Regions from separate parts of the Mus musculus genome. Here region 2 is linked to region 1. Evidence: chromatin contacts called from public HiChIP or PLAC-seq data. All regions are on one chromosome and are shown on one strand. The core of a region is the stretch at or near the end of the contact, and the rest is flanking DNA. Distances in the headings are between cores, read along the strand shown. Region 1 overlaps Nav1 (neuron navigator 1). Region 2 has its middle 11 kb from the start of Gm32835.

What was found. HiChIP or PLAC-seq counts read pairs in DNA pulled down with a chosen protein or histone mark.
Region 2: an H3K4me3 HiChIP or PLAC-seq map of forebrain shows a contact between it and region 1, with 2.8 times the contacts expected there. The contact joins two enhancer-like sites. A contact is called at or near these places in 8 of 39 promoter capture datasets (the 3T3-L1 cell line, 3T3-L1-derived adipocytes, the HPC-7 cell line and 5 more), 8 of 484 Hi-C or Micro-C datasets (the HPC-7 cell line, bone marrow-derived macrophages, embryonic stem cells and 4 more), 23 of 115 datasets of contacts at active chromatin or transcription factors (the HPC-7 cell line, the NIH/3T3 cell line, bone marrow-derived macrophages and 15 more) and 2 of 9 other capture datasets (adipose tissue and liver).

Annotation. Positions count from the first base shown.
Region 1 is chr1:135,563,535-135,568,005 of GRCm38.p6, forward strand. The region is part of intron 1 of Nav1 (neuron navigator 1); the gene reads right to left. Among named protein-coding and RNA genes, the nearest start is that of Nav1, 20 kb to the right of the region's middle. Within about 2 kb of position 2,452, at least 85 of the 459 cell types and tissues checked have an H3K27ac peak or open chromatin away from gene starts, as enhancers often do. A contact at or near this core is called in forebrain and muscle stem cells, where this site is marked.
Region 2 is chr1:135,696,664-135,701,595 of GRCm38.p6, forward strand. No RefSeq gene overlaps it. Among named protein-coding and RNA genes, the nearest start is that of Gm32835, 11 kb to the left of the region's middle. Within about 2 kb of position 2,863, at least 105 of the 459 cell types and tissues checked have an H3K27ac peak or open chromatin away from gene starts, as enhancers often do. A contact at or near this core is called in forebrain and muscle stem cells, where this site is marked.

The sequences.
Region 1 (4,471 bases), core at 1,202-3,701:
GCTCTCTCAGAGCCCATCCTGAACTCTCCTGGCTTCGTTGCAAGTGTTGGCTTGGAGGAAAGGACCACAGAAACTCTGGAATGAAACCTCTTGGAGTTCAGGTAGGTAACAGCTCAGAATATGAATTATGTGGACTTGGCAACTGATAGGGTATCTGCTGAGTGTCCAAGTTTGTGGGCTGGTATTCATGTGTATTACAAACAGACTCCAAAGTTCTTAAGAAGTATAGAGTGCCAGAAACAAGGTCTACGACACGATCATTAATTACCTAATTATTTTGGCATAAAAAATGCTCGACAGGGGAGGAATAGGGGATGTTCAGAAGAGCCAGGAAGAATTTGGACTGCAGCCCTTCAGAAACTGTGTCTCCTCTTGGCAGAGCTGGCGGAGCACTGGGGGCAGAACAACAAAGCACCCAGGCCCTGGCCTTGCTCAGTCAGGCCAAACCAGCTCTGTGCGGTTCTCCCTAGAGCGTCTCCAGCACAGCCAGCTTTGTCCCCCAAGTCTTGCTGATTCTTCTGTCCTGGAGGTTCCAGGAGACACGTGGCACATGGGAGAAACAACTGGTCCTGTCTCCTAAGAGGTAATATGTGGTCTCCTCAGCTCTCACGGAGCTCTGGTCTAGTCATAGGGGTGGGGGAGGGGGAAGGCAGAATCTCCGAGTCCTGAAACCTGAGCTGAGCCTGGCTCAAGTTAAGGGCAGCTTTCAGGAGAAAGTTTTCTCAGGCTACAGCCTCCACTGAGCACTGAGCACTGAGCACTGAGCACTGAGCACAGGGCTAAATGCCTCAGAGGGGCCCAGGTCCCCAGGTCACACCCTGTGCTCTCCCTCCCTAGCCTTCTAACAGGTCTGGAGGAGGCTCCCAGGTCTGCCCAGGGTTCATTAACAGCTCCATCTCTGACACGCCCCCCCGCCCCCCCCCCATCACCTTTTTGGTGAGGGAGAAACTGAGGCCTAGGATAGTATAGAATACATTCTAATTATGAATGACAACTGCTGGACCAGGCCACACCACAGGGACAAAAAAAAAAAAAAAATGTTTCTTTCTTGTGAGATTCCTCTCCTGCCTTTTCACTTCAGAAAATGGCCCAGTGGTTCCACCGAGCAATGGCCCATTCCACAGACTGTTCCAGCACCATCCTACTGTAGGCAGTGCTGCGGGGAGGAAGGCAAGAGGTGGGATTTAGCATGCACTCTCTCCTGCCTCTGTGAAATCCAAACACCATTCGCCTCCTTTGGTGTTTTCTGTGAGGCCACATTGAAGAGCAGGCTCCTCTGTCGAGCAGCTCTTCTGAGCATGCCCAGTGCCTGTATGGCTCGCCCAGTGCTCATGACAAAGGGACCTTCAAGTCAGGCCCTGTCAGAAAAGAGACTGACTGTGAGAGACGGCTGGGCCTGGAGTCTCTGGCAGGAGCCAGGCATATGAATTTTGCAGATTTCATGGTGGTGCCGAGGAGCGGATCTGGCACTGAAAGATACGGCTGGGCAAAACACTCACCAGGGAAATGGGAGACATGTTTTGCATTGGACGACCTCTGGGAGTGTTCCTGGGAGTATCAGTGTCATTTCTCAGAAGTGCTGGGCTGGGCTCTCCCACCATTCCCGGGGAGGAACTTGAGGAGCCATGGAACAGAACCCTGGGAAGTGTGCACTGCTGCAAATGGTCCCCACTGCCCTTCTTAGCTGCAACCCATCCCCAAAAATAATTTTTGATTTTATACATGTTCCCATGGCAACCTGAGTCCCCATCAGCCAGAGGGTTACCATGGTGACTTCTTGGCTCTGTCCACAGCTGAGGCAGGCTCTGTTCCTTAGCTGGCAAGCTGGGCTCACAGGGAGTCAGGTGAGGAGAAGACTGGAGCTGGGGCTGGCCAAGGGCACTCAGGGGGTCTGTTAACAGCTGCCTGGGCCAAGCAGAGATGTCTCAGAGCAGGAATTGGCCTGGTTTCCAACCAGCCTGAGAAACACTGCTGCAAGCTATCCCAGGTCCTCAGTCCTCCCTTCCAGCCACTAACCCAGGTCCTCAGTCCTCCCTCCCAGCCACTGACCCATGTCTCCAGTCCTCCCTCTCAGCCACTGACCCAGGTCCTCAGTCCTCCCTCCCAGCCACTGACCCATGTCTCCAGTCCTCCCTCCCAACCATTGACCCAGGTCCTCAGTCCTCCCTCCTAGGCACTCACCACACTCTACCCCCAGATGGCACACCTCTGCAGCTGCTTCTTTCAGCTGATGCTTTCCTTGTTCTGGGATTCTCTTAAGAATCCATCTCTAATTCTGTCTGTCCTCCTCAGGTCCAGTCCTCAGCATCCCCCTGGCATTTCTAGTCTCAGTTAATCAGGTCCAGACAGATCTTGGGCAATATTCCATGTCTACGCTCTGAGTAGGGTTGGCATTCAACTGCTGTGTCCCTTCCTATGTGCCACAGCTGTACCCACCACCCTGTGCCTGGCCCGTTTCCTGCCAGAGCCCGGAGCTCCTGGCCGTTGGTGTCCTCTCTTCCCTGCCAGCTGAGGGGCTCTCCATGGGGAGGGTCTGTTGCTTTGCTTTGAATTTCTGTATTGAGGTTGGCCAAGGATGCAGAGCACGAGGGAGCTAAGAGAGTGAACATGCTGGGGGTGGCTGAGAGCAATGGGCTTAACACTTCCAGCCGTGAAAGAGAGGAGAGAAGGATGTGACCGAGTCTCACTTTAGGAGAGGCTAAGAATAATTAAGAACTCAACTTCAAGGGCTGGAGAGATGGCTCAGCAGTTTAGAGCACTTGTTGCTCTTGCAGAGGATCCACGTTTGATTCCCAACATCCGCATGATGGCTCGAAGCCATACCTAAGTTCAGTTTCAGGGGGTCCAATTTCCTTTTCTGGCCTCCTTGGACACATGGTACCACAAACACACAGGCAGGCAAAATACTCATAACTATACAAAGAAATAAATCTTTTTTAAAGAAAGGAAAAAAAAAAAAGAGAATCCTGCTTCAGCTGTTTCATGGTCACCCAGTCGTCCCTGTGCCTGCCTGCCTGCCTGCCTGCCTGCCTGCCTTCCTTCCTTCCTTCCTTCCTTCTTTCCTTCCTTCCTTCCTTCCTTCCTTCCTTCCTTCCTTCCTTCCTTCCTTCCTTCCTTCCTTCCTTCCTTCCTTCCTTCCTTCTCTGCATCCATCTGATCATCTCCAGCTACTATGCCAAGAGAAGGAACAGGCATGGAATCTGGGAAGTGTGTGCCTCCCACGACGATCCCTTACAAATGCACGCTTGCTCTACTCTTGCACGCCATGGCCCATCTGTGAGTCTTGCCTGCCCACGTGCAGGAATCCTTGTCTTCGTCTTAAGAGCAACCTATAAAATATGGGGACACACTCTGGAAAAAAAAAGTGGTTTGTTTTTTTTTAAACTTTTACTGCATTCTCACAGAGCCTAAAACAATGCATTCATTAAAAAACAGTGAGAGTGGATGATTAAGCTCACTCGGGTTTTGTTTTTTTTTAAAGCCTGTGAAAAGTGTTATTTTTAAAATTAACAACAGTACTTTTTAAAAAGCCAAGGACCGGGCTTGTTCTTGACTCTAATGCCCACTGGGCAGTGGGTAGAAGAGTTTGGAACCTCAGCGTTAGTCCATCAGGCTCTGGAATTGATAGAGCAAAGGCACCCAGGCATCTCATGGGGCTAGGAGCTCACATAGCACACCTACTTTGAGTGAGCATAAAAACCAGGCTGGCTTTCCAGGGCAACAGAATCCAGCTCTGACTATAGACACACAGGCTTTTTTTTTTGGATAGGGTTTCTCTGTGTAGCTCTGGCTATCCTGAAACTCACTCTGTAGAACAGGGTGGTCTCAAATTCACAAAGATTTTGTCTGCCTCTGTTTCCCAAGAGCTGAGCTGCTTTCTTAAAGTGCCATGGCTATCCCACGTTGTCTCTGTGGCCTCTTGGCAGCCAGGAGCCTTAAGTGTTTAACATTGCAGGTGTCTGGGGTTCTAACACTCATGGAGCAGGTTCAGACGAATGACCTAAACCCCATGTGACCTCACTTCCTGGCTGTTCAATGGTTGAGTTTACTGTGCAGACAGTAAACCCTACTCTGCAGTGCTGTGGGGATTCATGGTTCTACTCTGTAAAGTTCCTCAGACAGTGCCTGGCACAGAGAGAATGTTCTAGTATCCAACGTCTTGGTGAACTGGCCTCCCAGACAGGTCCCAGGGATCTCTGTGCTCAGAGAGAAGGTCCTTTAAAACCAGGGCTTTTCAAAGCTCAGGCAGTAGTAACTCATTTGTAGATATGGTAATCAACACAGCGGACTGCAACCAGCTCAAGGAAAAAACCAAACATTCAGTAAAACAAACCAAGTACATTCTACATAACAGATTCAGAAATTTACAGATTCAATATGTACATGCTGGGGTTGGTGGAAAGTATAATACTGATGGGGGGGGCTTAAGGTTGAAAACAAAAACCAAAACAATAACAAGAAGGCACACTGA
Region 2 (4,932 bases), core at 1,613-4,112, 130 kb after region 1:
TAGAAGGATTAGGAGGCAAGGCCATGTTGGAGTGGGTGTGGCCTTGCTGGAGGAAGTATGTCACTGGAGATGGGCTTTAAGATTTCAAAACCCACACCAGGCCCAGTCCCTGCTCCATCCCCACCCCGCCTACAGATCGGGATGTAGCTCTTGTCTACTGCTCCAGTGCCTGCCACCATGCTCCCCACCATGATGATAAGACTAAAATTCTGAAACTGTAAGCAAGCCCTCTTAAATGCTTTCTCTCATACGAGTTGCCTTGGTCATGGTGTCTCTCCACAGAATAGAACAGTGACGAAGACAGGGATATGTCACATTCAAATCATAGCAGAGGAGAAAGCAAGGGAAATGTGGAATGTGGGGGCTGGAGTGATAGACAGAGGCAAAGAAAGCTTTTGGCCATGACAGGGCTGGGAAGCAGGTGTGGTCCTGGGGAGAGAATGAAAGGAGCTGAGGACTGTTAGCTGAGATGGAGATAGGCCGTCATGGTGACTGTGGTGGCAGTGAACAAAACAAGATGGGGTTAGACAGGACAGGGAAACAGGCGTTTGAATTTGCCAGATACAGTGTGGCCCAATGGGTGATACAAGCTTTGAAGTCAATTAAGGGGGCAATAAAGCCTCACTGTCACTACTGTCACCACATCCTAAGTATTTAATGTAACCTCAGTTGTTGACTACTGAGCAGAAATGACCCTGACAGCACCCCTGTGGCAGGTTTCCAAGGAGGATGATGTGAGGTGATATTGGTGAAGCCAGTGCCTGGCTTTGACTGAGAATGTCCAAGGCTCCCCAACATCAAGCCGCCATTCACTGTATATGTGAGTGGGAGGTGTATGTGTAGGCATGTGGGTGTATGTTCATGTGATGCACATAGAAGTCAGAGGTCAACCTTGAACGCTGCTCCTCGGGGGGACACCAGCCTTGTCTTCTGAGACATGGGCATTCATTGGGACTTAGGGCTCACCACTAGGTGGCTGGCCAGTAAGTTCCAGGGATGTGTCTGTCACTGCCTCTTTAGCACTGGTATTACAAGATCAGGCCACCTGGGTGTGCCGTGTCACACATGTGGAGGGCAGAGGACAGCTTTACAGAATTGAGTCTTTCTTTCCACAGTGGTGTTTGAGGCATTGAACTTGGGTTGTCAGGTTTGGTGGTTAGTGCCTCTCTCCAGTGAACCATCTCACCAGTCTGCACCTGGAGTTTTATGTGTGTGCTGGGGGATGAGCTCACACCCCCATGCTTCTGCAGCATAGGTTTTATTTACTAGTCAAACCAGCCCCAAAGAGCCAGGCTGCTAAAGCAGTGTTTCTCAACCTGTGGGTCGCGACCCCCATACCAACCCTCTATCTCAAAAAAATATTTACATTAGGGTTCATAACGATCACAGAATTACAGTTATGAAGTAGTAACAAAAATAATTTTATGTTTTGGGGCTCACCACAACATGAGGAACTGTTAAAGGGTCGCAGCCTTAGGAAGGTTGAGAACCACTGTAAAAACCCTCCACACTTCTGGCTTCCTGGAAGAGCCTGGATTCTGAGCTCCACCCTGAAAAGTTCTGGGCTCCATTGGCCAGAAAGGGAAATTGGCTGCAGTCCAGGGGCTGGGGTGCTACCCAGAGAAGAAGATCTCTTCCCCCATTCCTATGCTGTAGACCAATGAAACTGCAAGGGCCGAGGTGGCCGCTGTGGCATTTCCAGGGTAAAAGGGCTCTGTCAAAGCTGATCTGAGTCTCTCCAACCTTCACTCGTGCCTTTTCAGGCACTCCCCCGAAATCCGAGGTGTGCTTTGGTGACTGATGGGCCAAGCTGTGACTGCCGCCTTCTTGTTAGTACAGATGTGCTTTGCAGCAGCTGTGACGGAAAGCCACACCTGTTGTCTAGATCAGCTGCTGTAACTCTACTCCTAGGAAAGCAGGCTAGTGAGAGGCCTCTTCCAAGTCCCCCTTTTCAAAGGCATGTGGAAAAGCCGGCATCTGCCCGTCACAGCAGCAGGGGAGCCTGCTTGGAAGGTCGTGGGGCCCTGGGAATCCCAGTCACTAACTGGAGTCTTCCAATTCAGCTTTACCCCAGCTGTACGCGAGCCAGAGCCCCTTCCTCGCTCCCCCATCACGTCGGAGTGGGGAAAACTGAGAAGCAGGAAGATGGCAGGGAGTCCTGCTGCTTCCAAGGAACCAGATGTTTCTAGGATCTCTGATTTCCCTGGGGACCTTCATATTTAACAAGGTGGCCTGAGCTGGAAGGATTCGGCACAAATTAGCGAACTGCAAAATGGACTGGGGACGTGAAAAAAAAAAAAAAAAAGACACCAGGGCTACGGATGAATCGGGAAGCTGAGCAGAGCTTGCTTTTCCCGGGCATCAGTCACGGAGACGCTGGCCATAGAGATCTGACACTACTACGAGAGAATTTGTTCCACTGAGCAGCGTTGGGTGTGACGGAGTTGGCGTTAGTGAGACCGGAACACCAGTCATTCCCAGAGCCTGGGGAGGCATGAGTCCCTCGCTGACATCCTGGGTACTGGGTAGAATCCAGAACCCCCAGGTCTTTGAGAAAATCTCAGCAAGATAAATCCAGGCTACACACTCTCTGTCACCTAGACCCACAAAGTAAGGCGCACGTGCCAATACACATTAAAAACCTGGCGGTGAAAAGCAGATGGTAAGCTGGCATTGCTGATGTCTGCGGTATACGCTCACATCCACATCAGCGCTTTTAATGACCACACGTCACTTCACGTTCAGGGGAGGAATCTCGGCCGGCATATTAGAATGGTGCCAAGGCCTCAGCAGGACAGCACCCTCTAATCCCCCAGCAGCCCTGGCAGCGCCCGGAAGAGATGGCGCATGTGGCAGGCAGCGCCCCGCCAGATGTAGGACACTGCTGACCCCTGCTGGTGTGGGCGCGTCTGCGGAGGAGAGCCCTAGGGAGAATTCAGACTGGAAAAAACTCGCAATCCGTCTGGGAGGGGTAGGAAGAAATACCCCAGCTCAGAATCTCCCCATCTGGAGATCCTTTGAAGAGACAAAGCAGACTTTAGAATAAAACCCAGACTGGATTTTCTGAGGGGAGTGCGACAAACTAGCGAACGAGTCCTCCCTCCAGCTTCTGTGGCCTGGAAAACCCTGGGGCCAGTTCTCTTGACGCTAAATTAGGAACCGGAACCGGGTGGTGGTGGTGCATGCCTTTAATCCCAGCACGTGGGAGACAGAGGCAGGGGGATTTCTGAGTTCGAGACCAGCCTGGTTTACAGAGTGAGTTCCAGGACAGAGAAGAAGCCCTATCTCAAAAAAAAAAAAAAAAAAAAAAAAAAAGGAAGGAAGGAAGGAAGAAAAGAAGAAAGAAAAATAAAAACTAAATTGGGAAACTTGGCAACACCCACTGCCAAATGCAATCATCAGGGAGACAAAAATAAAAGGGGGTGGAGGCGGGAGAAGGGAGAAAGACAACTTTCTCAAGTAGCTCAATAGTTTTCAGCCAGAATCATTATCTCTTTGCCTCCCCACCTCTTTCCAGAGTAGTTTCCTTATTTCAGCACAGAGACTTTGTATTTCAGCTTGATTTCTGGTGCTGTGACATTTTACCTTCCTTTCTGTGAGAGATGTTGCTATCATGGTATCTGGGTGCCTCCTGCTAAGAAACCTGGCATCTAGAGTATTTGCATCCGGTCTGAACTTTTTTTTCTTTTTCTTTTTTCTTTTTTTTTAAAGATTTATTTATTTATTTATTATATGTAAGTACACTGCAGCTGTCCTCAGACGCACCAGAAGAGGCATCAGATCTCATCACGGGTGGTTGTGAGCCACCATGTGGTTGCTGGGATTTGAACTTCGGACCTTCGGAAGAGCAGTCGGGTGCTCTTACCCACTGAGCCATCTCACCAGCCCTGAACTTTTTTTTCAAACTCATTTTACAAACAGGCAAAACACAGAACCCAACTATCCCAGGATCTCTACTGAAATAATCACAGGGACCCAAGGGGCAATTAGGGCCCTGCCAGTTCCAACAAACGCAGTCCAGAGGCCCCAGGCAGACGCAAAAGCCACCCATTGCTAAGTCTCTTTCTCTACCCAGAACTGGGTTAACAAGAACCTGCGTTCACCCCTACTGAACACTAAACACCATTGAGGGTGTATACGCAGTCCTCTACGCTGCCACCGTGTGGCCTCCTCTGGGTACTGCACTGAATTCACTCCTATCAAGGAACTGTGGCTTCTCACAACAGCCTCTAACCTGCTTGTTCCACTTCTCACCTCCTTATCATTCTCTCTTTTGTGTTATGCTGAGCATGGAACCCAAGGCCTCGAACATAAGTGCACACTCTACCATCAAACTACATCACTAGCCTCCAGTTCTCAATTTGACATCTGCAGCATTTGATGTTTGGTACGCACTTACGCTTACTTGTATAAAATTATTATGAAACATTTTAGATATATAAGATGTATAAAAAATAATACAACAAGGAATTGTTCCGGTAGTACCCTTTAGAGAATTGGACAGCAGATGTGTGTGTGTGTGTGTGTGTGTGTGTGTGTGTGTGTGTGTGTGTGTGTGGACAGACAGGTAGACAGACACAGAAAGAGGAATAGGCACATGTGCTAGTCGCTGGCCAATGCCATGTTCTCCAGGATGGGCCAGCAAGCTGAGGTCAGAGAAAGCCGGCAGTTAAAACACCAGCAGACTCAGTTTAGGTGCAAAGGCTAGGAATGCTGGTGTTCCATTTAGAAGGAAGGCAGGCAAGAGGAGTTCTTCCTGAGTGAGGAGGAACTCCACCTTCAGCTCAGCCTAGAGCATCTGATTGGACAGGCTCCCTCCTGTTAGGGAAGACTGTGTTTTATTCATTCTTCTGATTTCAATGTTAATCTTATCTCAAAACACCACAGCAGAAAGCTCCAAGATAACGTTTGACCAATTATCTGGACACCCCA